Regions from separate parts of the Nothobranchius furzeri genome. Here region 2 is linked to region 1. A link is a contact called in public Micro-C data. All regions are on one chromosome and are shown on one strand. Each heading gives the region's core, a stretch centred on a gene start, on an enhancer-like site or on the middle of the called end of the contact. The rest is flanking DNA. Distances are from core to core; before and after follow the strand shown. Region 1 overlaps clec16a (C-type lectin domain containing 16A). Region 2 has its middle 17 kb from the start of socs1a.

Region 1 (6,979 bases), core at 3,016-5,515:
CCGTCAAAGAAGACAAAGTGGGAAGTACGGGCATCTTTTGGATATTTGAAGAATGCCGAGAGACAGTTGATAGAAGACGGCTATCCTGTTTGCAGCACGTGCAGAAAAAGTGTCTGTGAAAGGCAGCAATGCTTCAAATCTCATGACACATCTGCGTGACCCTCACCCACAACTCTACAGTCAACGCAAGGCAAGCTAACGTTAGCGTTTTAGCTAAAATGTGTGATCCGAGGATTTGGGTTGAGGGAGAACGCAACGAGTCGCTATATAAAGCAGCCGCAGCGCCGCTACCTGCATATAAACCGTGTCGCGGACACCCCCATGTTGAAATGACGCTATGCATTACGGGGCTCCCAGGGGCAGATAAGAGTTGGTCTCTCTCCGAGAATAATTATGAATTTAACAATGATTACTGCCTGATGACATTTTCCCACATCTGCAAAGCTCACTGGAAGGACACAAACCGAGGACAATATTTTCCTGATATAAGGTTTATTACTCAAGTAAGGGTAAAAAAGTATCTGATTAGAAGGCTACTTGAGTACTGAGTATCATCTGGTCTAATATTTTTAAAATGATGACATCAAACAGACATAAAATAAGAAGTTATGGGCAAATATTGGTATTTTAAAGACTAAAGGGAAAAAATGTAAACAAATAAACAACATTGTTACAAAATAACACATTTTAGGTTAAATTTAGACACAAACTGAGGACAATATTTTCCTGATGTACAGGGTTTATTTAGTTGTCTGAAAATGTAACACATTTAAAAAAATTCCGTGATAATACCGAAAACCGTGGTAATTTTGGTCACAATAACCGTGAGGTTACATTTTCATACCGTGGCAACCTTACTACTGACCATAATGCATTGCAACCTGAGCTGACAGAGCACCTGCAGGTTATTATTTAACAAGTTTCAAACTTTAAAATCTACTTTTCTAGATGTGTTTAATGTAAAATGGATCCTGATCTCCTCTGCAGCAGCATTGGAAAATATTAAAGGACCAAACCTTCATGTCAGTGTAAACAAACAACCATTTGATTGCTGTGGCCCCAGCGTTTACGTCTTTGCGTTGACGCTACAACTGAAAACACACTTGTGTTGTACAGAAGTTCTAAATAAATGTGAGTGATGTTAGTTGCATTTACAGCTGCAGTATGTTTGCCAGTTTTATTGAGCCACAAGTTCTTAATTACCAGCAAACCGATGTCGTAGGCCAGGGAATTCAGCAGGAGATTATTTCTGCAACATGTAACTGAAAACTTGTGTAATGATGAATCATTGCTGAATTCCGATGGTGTTGAAATTGCAAAAACACCACGCTGTTCCCATTCAGAACACTAAATAGTAACCACAACAGGTGTGAACGAGAAAAGCACTATTAGCAGAGGAAGTGGGTGGGGGTTGTAGGGGCTGCAGGGGCCCCTTGTGGTGAAGAAGGATATTACAACTGATCCATTGCTTTTTACGAACAGCAGCACTGTAGTTTTAATTAGCTAATAAACTAATAAACACATGATTATCTGTAGGATGGCGATAAAACGTGTTCCTACTTAACCTTCTTATTAAGTTCCTGTTTACATTTGAGCTAGCGTTAGCTTAGGAGCTGCAGTTACAGGATGTTGGTTTAAAACCCCGACATTGCTGTAAGAGTGAGGCAGTAACTCATGGCAGTGCCGTTTTGCTTTTACTGGGGCAGATGATTAATGTAGAGTTAATTTAGTGGTTTTTAGATTTGTGTTGCTTTACATCCTGAAACGTGAGCTCTTGGTGGACATTTGCTTTTTATTTCACCAAACTTTTGAGGATTAACATGGTAAACATATATTTTGGATAATGAATTATTTAAAAAAAGTCCTGAGTGGAATAGAATAAAACTTGAATGTAAAACTAAGGTTTTGTGAATATTAAAATCAGCTTTAGGAGAAACGGTGTAAGAAGCTGTTCTTAGCTGCCACAATGAAAGTGAAAGTCTTCCAGTGTAAACATGATGTTAGCCTGCTGTTAACATGCACAAAATAATGTTTTTGTGCTTGTACTTATATCATTCTGTAAAACATTGCTGAATCTGTGGGTATTATGTTAATAGTTGTGTCAATTTTTACATTTTTGTATGTTTTTCAGGTGTTTCTCATCATCCACTACCAGCCTCTGGTCAACGCCCTGGCAGATGTCATCCTGAACGGAGATCTGTCTGCCTTCAGCTCCCAGACAGACGTACACAGCACCCACAAAAACATGGTAATGCACACACACACACACACACACACACACACACACACACACACACACACACACACACACACACACACACACACACACACACACACACGCACACACACACACACACACAAGCACAGACGTACACAGCACCCAAAAAAACATGGTAATGTGAAAACACACACACACACACACACACACACACACAAACACACACACACATACAAACACACACACAAGCACAGACGTACACCGCACCCACAAAAATATGGTAATGTGAAAACACACACACACACACCGCATCCACAAAAATATGGTAATGTGAAAACACACACACACACACACTGCACCCACAAAAACATGGTAATTTGCAAACACACACACACACATGCATGCACACATACAAACACACACACAAGCACAGACGTACACAGCATCCACAAAAACACGGTAGGTAATGTGCAAACACGCACATATGTACTCAGGCACAAATACAAACGTGTACACACACACAAGTGTGTGTAGGTGGTTGTGTGTTGGTAGGGTCACCGGGTTTCTCCATGAGTCACCCACATCAGTGGAAAAAAAACATTTTCTATTTTCGACTCTGTTTTTCTATTTTTAACTCCTTCCTTACTTCTCATTTGTCCGTTTCTCTTATTGGGACTAAGGATAGAACCGTTGGCTTTTATTTTTGGTTCCTGTAATTCCCCTCTCCTCTTTTTATCTCCTCTAGTCTCCCCCCTCTGTCCCCCTTTCTTTCCCCAGCTCCTTCCCCTCATTTCTCGTTTTCACACTCTCTCCTCACCCTGATTGAGTTTCCTTTCCCCCTTTGCCCCTCCCTCTCTCCTGATGTTCTGACCATCTGTGCAGGCAGGTGGGTGTGCTGAGGTAGTGAGCGTTTCTCAGAACACTTGTGGTTTTTTGTCTGGCGTGTGTTTGTGTGTGTGTGTGTGTGTGTGTGTGTGTACCTGTGCGTGCGTGGATGTTGTAAGAAGCTGCCTACCTTTTCAGTAAATGTAACTTGAGGCGTGATGTTTCAGCACCACAGCAGCAGACCCCCCCCCCCCCATGTCCCTGCGTTTGTGGAGGATGAAAGGATGACAACCTCTAAGTGTCAGAAACCGCTGACACGGTTTTAAAGTGATAGCTAACTGTTGACTCACTCACTCCTGATTGGTTAGTTCATTTAGCAAAATTCCACACAGTTAAAATTGAATTTTTTTGCTTTATTTAAACGGATTAAATAATAATCTGACACACTATTCATGTAATCTGCACTGATGGTGTTATGGTCTCATCTGCGATATGGGTAAATCGGTTTTCTGACTTGTGGATGTTGACTATCTCTGCCACATCAGATTTCTGTTATTGTTTGATATCTAGCAGACGAAAAAGAGGCAGGTGGTGGAAAAGGCCATGCTTCATTGCAGGTGGTAAAATGGCATTTCCTGTGTGTCTGTGATGTGGCAGGAAATTAGGTCACATGGTGGAACACTAACGGGTCTGGCTCACCTAACCCAGATCTCTTTTCTGGAAGAATCATGTTTTTTCTTCTTATCTCTTGCTCTTCTGGATGTTTTTTTTAAAATATATATATATATATGCAAATGCACCAGTTAGACGCATAAAGTCAGTGTATGCATGTGTGTGTATTTTTAATCTATGTTCTATGTTTTTTACTCAAGCACAAGCAGCTGTTTTAGGCTAGATCCCATGCGTAAAAAATCTTTCATCTGCAGTAGTTGCCCTATTTTGACTTGCTGCTGAGTGTGTGTGCATGGATTTGTGTGCATGCACTAGGCTGCGTTTGTGTGTGTGTGTTTGTGTGTGCATGCATTTGTGTGTATGTGCTAGGCTGTGTGCATGGGTATACATGTGTAGGGCATGCTCTCTGACCTCCATTAATTTCTCAGCAGCGGCTGAGGCTGAGAGAACAGAACATTGTCAGCGAACAACTGCGGCACACACACAGATACTAGTTTGTGGTTTGTATCTGACAGCATGCTCCGTGTGTTTTTAGCAGCAGCAGCAGCAGCTGCAGAGCAGTCCTACTCAGGCTCACCCAGCCTTATATACAGTGAGATCGTACTGATATCCGCTCAGCTTTAAGGAGTTTTGGCCTTTGAAGAAAACAGAAACAGGTCAGAGTTGAGCCGAAGCACGCTTAATTCTGTTAAATCTTGTTAGAAACAATTCTGTTAAACGCCTCTAGATGTTTCTCAGAAGGCTGAATGAAAAGAGTCGCTCTGATGTCTGTAAGTTACAAGACCCCTTTTCCTGTTAGGAGAACAAAGAAGTGAAAGATGAGAACCGTCGGGGGAGGGGGACTAAAGCAAGAGAAAGAAAACACGGTTGTTTTTAAATAACCTTTGTTTTCGCTTGATGCGGGATGCTGAGGTCGTTCTGGAGAGTGTGGTTGGTAGAACTTCAGTTTCACACTTGGCTGGTGTGTGCGTTCTTATCCAGTTGTTTCCTATTGGTCACGTTTGCATGCTTGTGTGTTAGTTTCCCAGTTAGTGTTTGCTCAGAAAGCTGAATGAAATTGGGCCACCCAGTTGTTTACCTGGAGCTTTTTAAGACATAAAATCACTCGTAACTGCATTAAGGCAAGTTTTATGGCTGTTTGTTCAGCTGCATTATGTAAATAAAATGACTATCGTTTTTCATTATGAGTGACAGATGCCCTTTCTTTTTTTGTATTTTCACTCCGTGTTTATCTTTGTTATCCATTTTTTGTGCGTTTCTCACATCGTTTTAGTAAAAAATTGTTTTTTACCTGACATTTTTCAGCTTGTGTTTCTAGCCGTCATCAGAGATCACCAGTTTTGGTGGCGTCACTTCCTTTTATGGGCAGGCAGTAGAGGGCGACATCGTCCTCTGCTGCCCGCCCACATTTGGAAATACAATACAAAAACCGGCAACAACTCAAAACTAGTAACACCAAATTCTTCAATTAACCATCTTAATACAAACTGTTCAAAAAGACCATCACAGAATGTTGCATAAATGAGTGATGTCTTTAGTTACCGAAAAGCCAGTGTCAAGTTTCCTTTACACAGAATTTAAAAGAGGTTAATACAAAGAACCCAAATTCACAAAGTTGCTACTAAACTAAACGTTTAACATAAAAACTAGGGATGTCCTGATACAATTTTTCACTTCCAATACGATACCAATATTGCAGCCTTCAGAATTGACCAATACCGATATCAATCCGATAGATCAGCACAAATCATACATACGTTTACCTGTTTCATAGTGTGGAATGTATAAAAGGCTTGATCAAGTGATATTACTCAAACAGAAAACAAATGCCAACAACAGTAAGTATAAAAAAAGACAAATTTTTTATTAACCTTTGGTTGCATAAACGTGAACAGCTGAGGTTAGGGACATAAGGATAAAAACACAATACTGGCCAACTGCTACAAGTTGAGTGTCTAACCCCCAAATTCCACTACCTCCGCTCCGCTCCGCTCCGACACGAACGCCGGAGCAAAATCGGTCCCGTTGTAGTCAATCAGAGCAATTCCACTACTGCGGCCGTTCTCCGGCAGTGCGGCGCCGTGCGCCGCCCTCTGTTCCGGCGTCCGGCAAAAATAGAATCGATCCTATTTTCGCCGGACGCCGGAGCACCTCCGCAGTCAATGGACAGAAATCACCACCGCCCAACAGGAAAAGGAGCGAGCACAACTTCCGTTTTTCACAATAAATCGATAAACAAAAGGCGTTTTTTGTTTCATATGCACAGGTTTAACAACTTTTAACAACTATCAATGGCGGCTGAAGTTTAAATGCACAAAAGTAAGCCATAAATACAGTTTCTACTATCAAAGTAGTCACACTTTGTTGATCCAAACACTGCTGATCTCTCAACACAAATGATGGGCAGATTAAACAGCTCATTTCGATGCTTCTCCCACACAACGGGTGTTTGGATCTAACTTCCGCGTTTATTGCTCGGACTGTATCGCAAGATCTCGAAAATCCCGCGCATGCTTGTTTGCCCCCCCTCAGGTCTCCGCACCGGAGCGGAGCCGTTGTAGAGCGGGTACCAGTAAAAATTGAGTTCGGAAGCGAGCGGCTGCGGAGGGCGGGGGCGGACCGGAGCGGAGGTAGTGGAATTTGGGGGTAAAGTTTCAGTTTCGCATGCTGCGAAAATCCTCATGCAATGTTTTGTGATCCTGCTTCAAATGCACGATGAGGTTGGACGTATTATTCTTCCCCGGTTCTGTTCCACCGTGGGAAACTTGTGCATGATAGTGTTGCCAAACTGTCTTTTTCGGACTTTAACAGAAAATACAGCCACATGGCCGATATTGTTCCTTGCTACTTTGCTAGCACACACCATTCTTGCATGCTGGATCTGGGGGCTGATGGATAGAATTGCTGGAATGGAATTTAAAGCAGAATGTACTGCTAATATCGGAGATTTTTGATGCAGTCCGATATAAGCCGATACAGTGTTTTTGGGCCGATATCAATATCGGAATGGGACATTCCTAATAAAAACTGCAGAGGAGACAACAGACCAGAGAGAGTCTCTCTAGTCTGTTGCTCCCTGAAACTAAGGAGTGGCTGGCTCTTGTAGCAGTGGCAGGGCTGATTGTAAGTTGGGACAGCTGAAGAGTCAAAGTGGAGGTAATCAGTGAGTGGTGCCATCTCCTCTCCTCTCTCTCACCTATAGGGGGAAACAAGAAGAGAATTAAAATGCAATAAAATAAACAAATGTCCCTGGGCCGTAACACC
Region 2 (6,638 bases), core at 2,015-4,514, 84 kb after region 1:
GTTTTGATTTATTTGTCAGTCGAACACCATCTCTTTAAAAACGGTGACAGCCTTATGACTTTACTCAGATCCCATTAGTCTGGGTCGGACAGGTACTGAGACACTGCTGCATTAATCATCACACAGACATCTTTACAGGGTTGGAGTAACTAGTTGTGAGAAAGTAAACTGGGTGAGTCACACGGGTTAGTCACCATGGGCTGCATCGACTCGTGGAACAATGCTGGTGTTAGCTGGAACGGGCCATGCTTGTTCCTGAGAACTGGTGTCCACTTCTTGTTCTGGAACATTTGAATTTGTTCATTCCAGACCTGTTAGTAGTATTACTCAGGAATTTTTGTATATTTACGTAAGATTTTTTTAAACGTTTTAGTTATTGATGAAATATTATTTGCTCTAAACATGGACGTAATTTTTTGGGGGTGGGGGGGTGGGGGGGGCATGTCCCCCCCCCCCCCCTGTTTCCCATTAGAGCATACTGTAAAGACACCCCCCCACCACCACCCCACCCCCGTGTCCCCCTCACTTCTAAAGTGAAAATTATGTCCATGGCTCTAAATATATATATTTTTATATTTCTGAGATTCTACACATCCAGAATGACTAGGTGAGGTTAAAGGTGCACACCTCAATACATCTCAGGTCTGAAGGTGTATGTGCTGGAACACGTCAGCTTCATTTCACAGTAATGTGAGAACGTCTAGCGGCAGAGAGGCGTGCAGACATGTGCAGTTACATACACAGTACCGGGTGGGCAGTAGCACTTGATTTTTCCCTCAAGTAAAAGTACAGATACAGGGGTAAAGAAAGACGTTACTTGAGAAAAAGTAAAAATATTGTGCGGGTAAGAGCAATGACTGTACATAAGATGGACAACCCCCCGCCGTGACATCACCTGTGGTTTTCTGAGGAGCCGCCCAGTGGGCGGTTCCCTCCACCGCCATCTTGACCGTGTCACTTGTCTCGTCATTCTTGAACAGTACAAAAGTGGGCAAAGCGGTAGAGTGGAGAGCGGTGCAGTGACGATGTGGGAAGACATGACACCCATCGAACTCTGAGGCGATGTAGCTACGAGCTAACTGAGCTAACCAAAGCTAACGAGGCATTTTTAGCCAGTAAAATGCAATTGAGCGACTCTAGCGTAAACACGCTGCATTGTTTCTGTGGTCTCCCTCAGAAAGCTCCACAGGTGGCCCACAGCCTCGCTTTGCAACGATACGAGCTGGACAGCCAGGGTGCGCCGCAGCCCCCATTCCACTGCTTCGTCTGCATTCAGAGATCCGCGAAATAAATTTGTTACCATGGAGGGAGCTGATACGCTTTGGATGGTCTGTGAATTACATCCGAACACAAATTCACAGAGGACGCAATTAATGGTCAAGTTCAGAAAGGCTGCTAATGCCATCTCTGACTCATCTGCTACCTGTCAATCAAAAGGACACGCCCCTAAGATTTCATCATTTCACGCTTTATTCACATCTAAATGAATAAATGACAAAAACACACCCCTCCTTCAGAGTTGTCATGACTGTAAACCGAAATAACTTTTTGAACCAGGCTGTAAACCTTTCTGCAGTGAAGCTGGGATTTTTGACATTTTAACGTGGGAACTTGCTCCTTTCTAGGTCCAGCCCCCTGTGGATGATGGGGGAACTGCAGTTTTTGTCATGGCCGTGTTTGCCTGCACCTTGGTGTCTGGCGCGGGCAAGGGAGTGCGCTGCCGGTCTCCATCAGACCAGGGGTGGGGATCAAACAAAATGCAAATTAAAGTAATTTTACTTTAGAACATTTTTTGTAAAAATGATGGAGTAAAAGTAAATAGTGGGCCTCAAGAAAGTTACTTCAGTAAAGGTACAGAGAGCGTGGTATAAAGTGGCTGTGAGAGTTTAAAGACTGACGTATCTGCTGGTGAGGGGCTCTGAGCTTCATTTGAGAGAGATGGGAGGAAGTAAAAGCAAAATTAAAAGCTTTAAAGGAAAGTAAAACTTGTGAGAGAGTCTTTTTGATCTGCTAATTTCTGGAGCGACACCGACGTCACACCAGAATCCTGAAAGTTTGCACCACCTGTGCAACTGTTGATGTTATATTTAGTCAAGCTTTCTCCTTTTAGTTTCATTCGGCCCCCTTGGAACGAAATTCTGTCTTGCCACGATTTGAGTTTTGAATTTGGGAATTGGGAAACAACCACACCTGGTTGCACACTTCCCTCTCCTTCAGCAAAGTGTCTCTTCCATTTTCTCAGTTATGGTAATGAAACTATCGAGCATCTTGTCATGAACCCCCCAGGTTCTGCCTCACGTTTCTGTGAAGTGCTGCTGGGATCTTCTGAGTGGATTAACCATGGGCGTAATTCACGCGGGGTACGCGTGGGACATGTCCCCCACACTTCCCATAACAGTGCCCTCTGTCCCCCGCACTTTTTTTTCAGCCGTTTTATCCGTTTATATGGGGAAACAACCAGGTGGGGTTCGGGTCCCTTCCTTCTCCCCCATCCCACCCTGACCCCACCCTGAGGGACCCACTGCCTTTTATTCTTTTATTCTTCAACCCAAAAATGGGGGAATTGTTAAAACTTACCATTCCACACTGAATGTGGTTACCTTGTTGGTGTCTGTTAAACCCTAGGCGAAGTTCTCGGGGGGGGGGGGGGGGGGGGGGTCATCAGCGTTCGGGGGACCCAGACTGGACAGAGCCTCAAAGGGACCACGGCCTTCGGCGGTGGCCCCTTTTGCTTTGTGGCGTTCATTTCCCCAGAAGACCCGATTTCCCTGAAACAGGAATAAGTGGTTTTAGAATAATCTGCTTTCTTTTGTCTTTTTCTGGGAATTGTTAACACAAGGGTGACAGTTTATCTTCCTAACTCTGCAGACTGTTCAATTCTTTACGAGTTATTGTTCACTTTGAGTGGCTGCATGCATGGTATCACAGCTGGAAGGTGGCCAGTATGTCTCTGTGTGTCTCTGTGATGGGCTAGACCTGTCCAGCGTGTCCCCACCTGTCACCTGATGACTGTTTGGAGATTGATACCAGGTCCCTGTAGCCCCAATCAAGATGAAGGAAACAATGTGTGGATGGATGTCAACTGTGATACCACCTGAATGTAACATTCCTACATTAACACCTCCCCCTTTTAGAGCACAACAAGCAGGTGGTTCATTTTCTCACGCGGCACAAGAATCCACAGCAAACATTATGATCTCTGCAGAGAATGATGAGTCAAGGTTTGCTTATCCTTACTGATGGTAAACTGGTGATGTCTCCCTCTAGTGACAGATAACAGTTCTGCCTCAGATCCTTCACTATTGTTTGTGGCTTTTGCAGCTCTTACCAAGTCTTTCCTCTGGCTCTGGGGTGGGGAACCCTGGTCCATCGAGGGCCGCTATCCAGCATATTTTAGTTTCAACCCTGCTTCAACACACCTGATTTCAATCAGCAGGTGATTAACGGGCTTCTGCAGAGCCTGATGAGCTGCTGAACAGGTGATTCAACCACTGAATCAGAAGTGTTGGAGCAAAGACGTGCAGGATACTGGCCCTCGAGGACCAGGTTCCCCACGCCTGCTCTAGTTCTTTATTGAATCGAGATCTGGACTTTTTTTTTTAGTAGCTCTTGGTTTGGGTAAACTTCTTGCTAGGGAACAAATAAACTCCCAAATCTTAGTTCTCTTGTTAAATAACCATAAAAAGTGATAAAAGCAGTTATGAAAAAGAAATAAAATATGTTATAGTTGTAGGAAAATGGTTTCAGATCGGTTTAAAAGGGTTTTGTGGTCTGTAGTGCCCTCCAGTGGTGTGGAAGTGAGTTGTAGAAATGAGCAGACCCCCTCGGTTTCGGATGGACTGGATTTACTGGTGATTTTATTTTTGTTGAGAAACTTGAAACCAAGAGTGAGTTACAGCAGTCAAATCTAGAGGAGATGATGTCATGGACAAGAAATGTGTCAGCATCTGAGGAGAAGAGGCTGGAAATACTTTTCAGATGAAAGAATGACGTTTTGCAAAGGTGGGATGGGCGTCGTTCCAAAAACAGTACAACCCCTCCAGGCACATCCACAGAGCATGCTGCTGCCACCACCGTGCTTCATCACGGGATGGTGTTTGTGCTGATCTTTACTAAACAACAGATGCAGTTTGATCATCAAACAGCTTCTTCCGGTTTACCTTGGAGATTCCCACTTGCCTTTGGATTAAGTCCAGATTAGATGATTTAATTTTTACCTGTTTTCTGCTGAACCAATGATCATCACCTATTTAATCAGGTGTGTTGGAGCAGGACATCAACAGAGAGGGGTTCTAGAGCATTTGTTCCCAACATTGTTTCCTTGATGACCCCCCTTGCCTGGGCCCAAATCAAGCCAGGACCCCCAACCCCAAAGTCTACCCACATTCCAACATTAAAAGTGATTGAATAAAAACTTGTAACGCTTACACCGAGCTGTTATGAGGTAGTCTGTAGGGATTTTATAAATGTATGTTTTACAAATATAATCTTGGTAACCTCAGCACAGACAAAACCTGCAGTCTTATGGGGACCCCAGGTTGGGAACTAGATGACCAGGGAAGCGATCTTCTCCAGGTAGTTTTCTCATTATGCAGCAGCTCCCACAGTTCAGAAAAGAAGGCTTGGAGCATCCGTGGACACTAAACCCAGGAGCAGGAGAGAAACCAGTGAACACAGAATGACTGAACAGAATAAAATCAGACTTGAACCACTAGAGGGCACTGTTTTACAACCTTGCGTCAAACCTTGCTGCAGAGAGAAGCCTGAAAGCAGAGGGAGGTCATGTTGGAGTGCTGTGTGGGAGTCTTTTTTTAGAATAAATTAGCCAGATGAGAGATGGAGATGATCACCAGGCTGGATGATTAAATCACCCTAAATGTTCTCCTGTTGTCGCTTCTTTCCAAAGTCATCCTGTCTGTTTTTATGAGCCACTAAAACGAAATGGACTTAATCTCAGTCTTCCGTGTGGACCAGCTGCTGTGGCTGCTACGACAGTTTTTTAGAGCTTCTACCAGCTGGCAGACCAGAACTAGCCAAACTTCTTCTCTCGTTCCATCTTCATTCTACACAGCTGACCTTCACCAGATATTAAATATCGCATATTGTGTCTGCCATGTTTGTTTTTATTGAACAATGTCTGTTTTATGAACAGCCGGAATAAACAAAATAAGAATCCGCACACTTCAATCTGCGATGTAGGAGTTTATTGGTCAAGCTTTCGGTCAGAGACAATTCCTGATGAAGGTCTCTGACCGAAAGCTTGACCAATAAACTCCTACATCGCAGATTGAAGTGTGCAGATTCTTATTTTGTTTATTCCACTTCTTGATCCAGCACCTTTCCCAGACGAGTGGCGACTCCTTCTACTCTATATGAACTGCCGGAACCAAATTCTTGTCCGACTTGTAAATAAATCGGGTTCTGAACATAATGCTCATTGTAACCCGACATCACATGCAGAATATCAGTGATTCCCAGCTACTACCACACAAACCATTAGCTGAAAACTGGCTCAAACTGGCTGTTACAGCCCTAACCCCAACGCCAACAGGCTTTATTAGCCATCGTGAATGAGGTCCGCTCTAAAGGGTTTTCGGTTGTAGAACCAAAAATTTCATTTGCACAGCAGCAAATAATATTTGCTAATTTATTGGAGATCCCTTCATCCATTTTTATCCGCATATCGGATCGCGGGGGTAGCAGCCTAAGCAGGGAGATGCAGACTACCCTCTTCCCAGCTACTTGGGCCAGCTCCTCCCCAAGGCGTTCCCTGGCGAGACAAAAAACATGGTCACTCCAGCGTGTCCTTTAGGCCTTCTCCTGGTTGGACATGCCTGGAAAACCTCCCCAAGGAGGCATCTAGGAGGCACGCTGATTAGATGCCCGGGCCATGTCAACTGGCTCCTCTTGATGTGGAGGAGCAGCGGATCTACTCCGAGCCCCTCCCGGATGACCAAGCTTCTCACCCTTTCCCTAAGGGAGAGTCCAGCCGCCTTGTGCAGAAAACTCATTTCAGCCGCTTGTACCTGTGATCTCATTCTTTCTGTCACTACCCAAAGCTCGTGGCCATGGGTGAGGGTAGTAACGTAGATCGACCGGAAAATCGAGAGCTTCACCACTACAGACCGGTACGGCGCCCACATCACTGCAGACGCAGCACCAGTCCACCTATCAATCTCACTCTCCATCTTTCCCTTACTCATGAACAAGACCCCGAGATACTTCACTCCTCTACTTGAGGCGCGACCTTGTCTCTGGAGATGTAGATATATAATTATTTGTCATTTTTACAGTAATAGTCAAATAAAATTGGCACTTACCACCTGTAGATACTCCACCAGATGGCAGTAGGCATGTCTAGGACTGTATAAGGCAGGTTTGTGATGAAAGCTCTGAAACTCCATCTGGACGCTTTCAGACCACGAGTGGATCATGAATCATGATCATTGAAAGTTTTGGATTGGACTCAACAGGCTAGTCAGTAAACAACGAGTGCACATCTCATGCAAAACAAAGAGCTCTTAGATGTGACAGCTGCCACCAGGTCTGAGGGTTGTAGGTTTACCCCTTCCAAGTTCAATTTTTAGTATGAAAGGTCGAACAGGGTCCTGAGAATCGGTGATGTTTTTCATTTTCAC

Evidence for each region. Hi-C and Micro-C count contacts between places; a contact is called where the count stands out from the background.
Region 2: a Micro-C map of tail fin shows a contact between it and region 1, with 8 times the contacts expected there. The contact joins two enhancer-like sites. A contact is called at or near these places in 2 of 2 Hi-C or Micro-C datasets (skeletal muscle and tail fin).

Annotation. Positions count from the first base shown.
Region 1 is chr12:63,054,331-63,061,309 of NfurGRZ-RIMD1, forward strand. It overlaps clec16a (C-type lectin domain containing 16A), which reads left to right. Exons shown (of 23, transcript XM_054750661.2): 9 at 2,132-2,248. Among protein-coding and RNA genes, the nearest start is that of clec16a, 20 kb to the left of the region's middle. Within about 2 kb of position 4,266, at least 3 of the 3 cell types and tissues checked have an H3K27ac peak or open chromatin away from gene starts, as enhancers often do. A contact at or near this core is called in tail fin, where this site is marked.
Region 2 is chr12:63,139,122-63,145,759 of NfurGRZ-RIMD1, forward strand. No RefSeq gene overlaps it. Among protein-coding and RNA genes, the nearest start is that of socs1a, 17 kb to the left of the region's middle. Within about 2 kb of position 3,265, at least 1 of the 3 cell types and tissues checked has an H3K27ac peak or open chromatin away from gene starts, as enhancers often do. A contact at or near this core is called in tail fin, where this site is marked.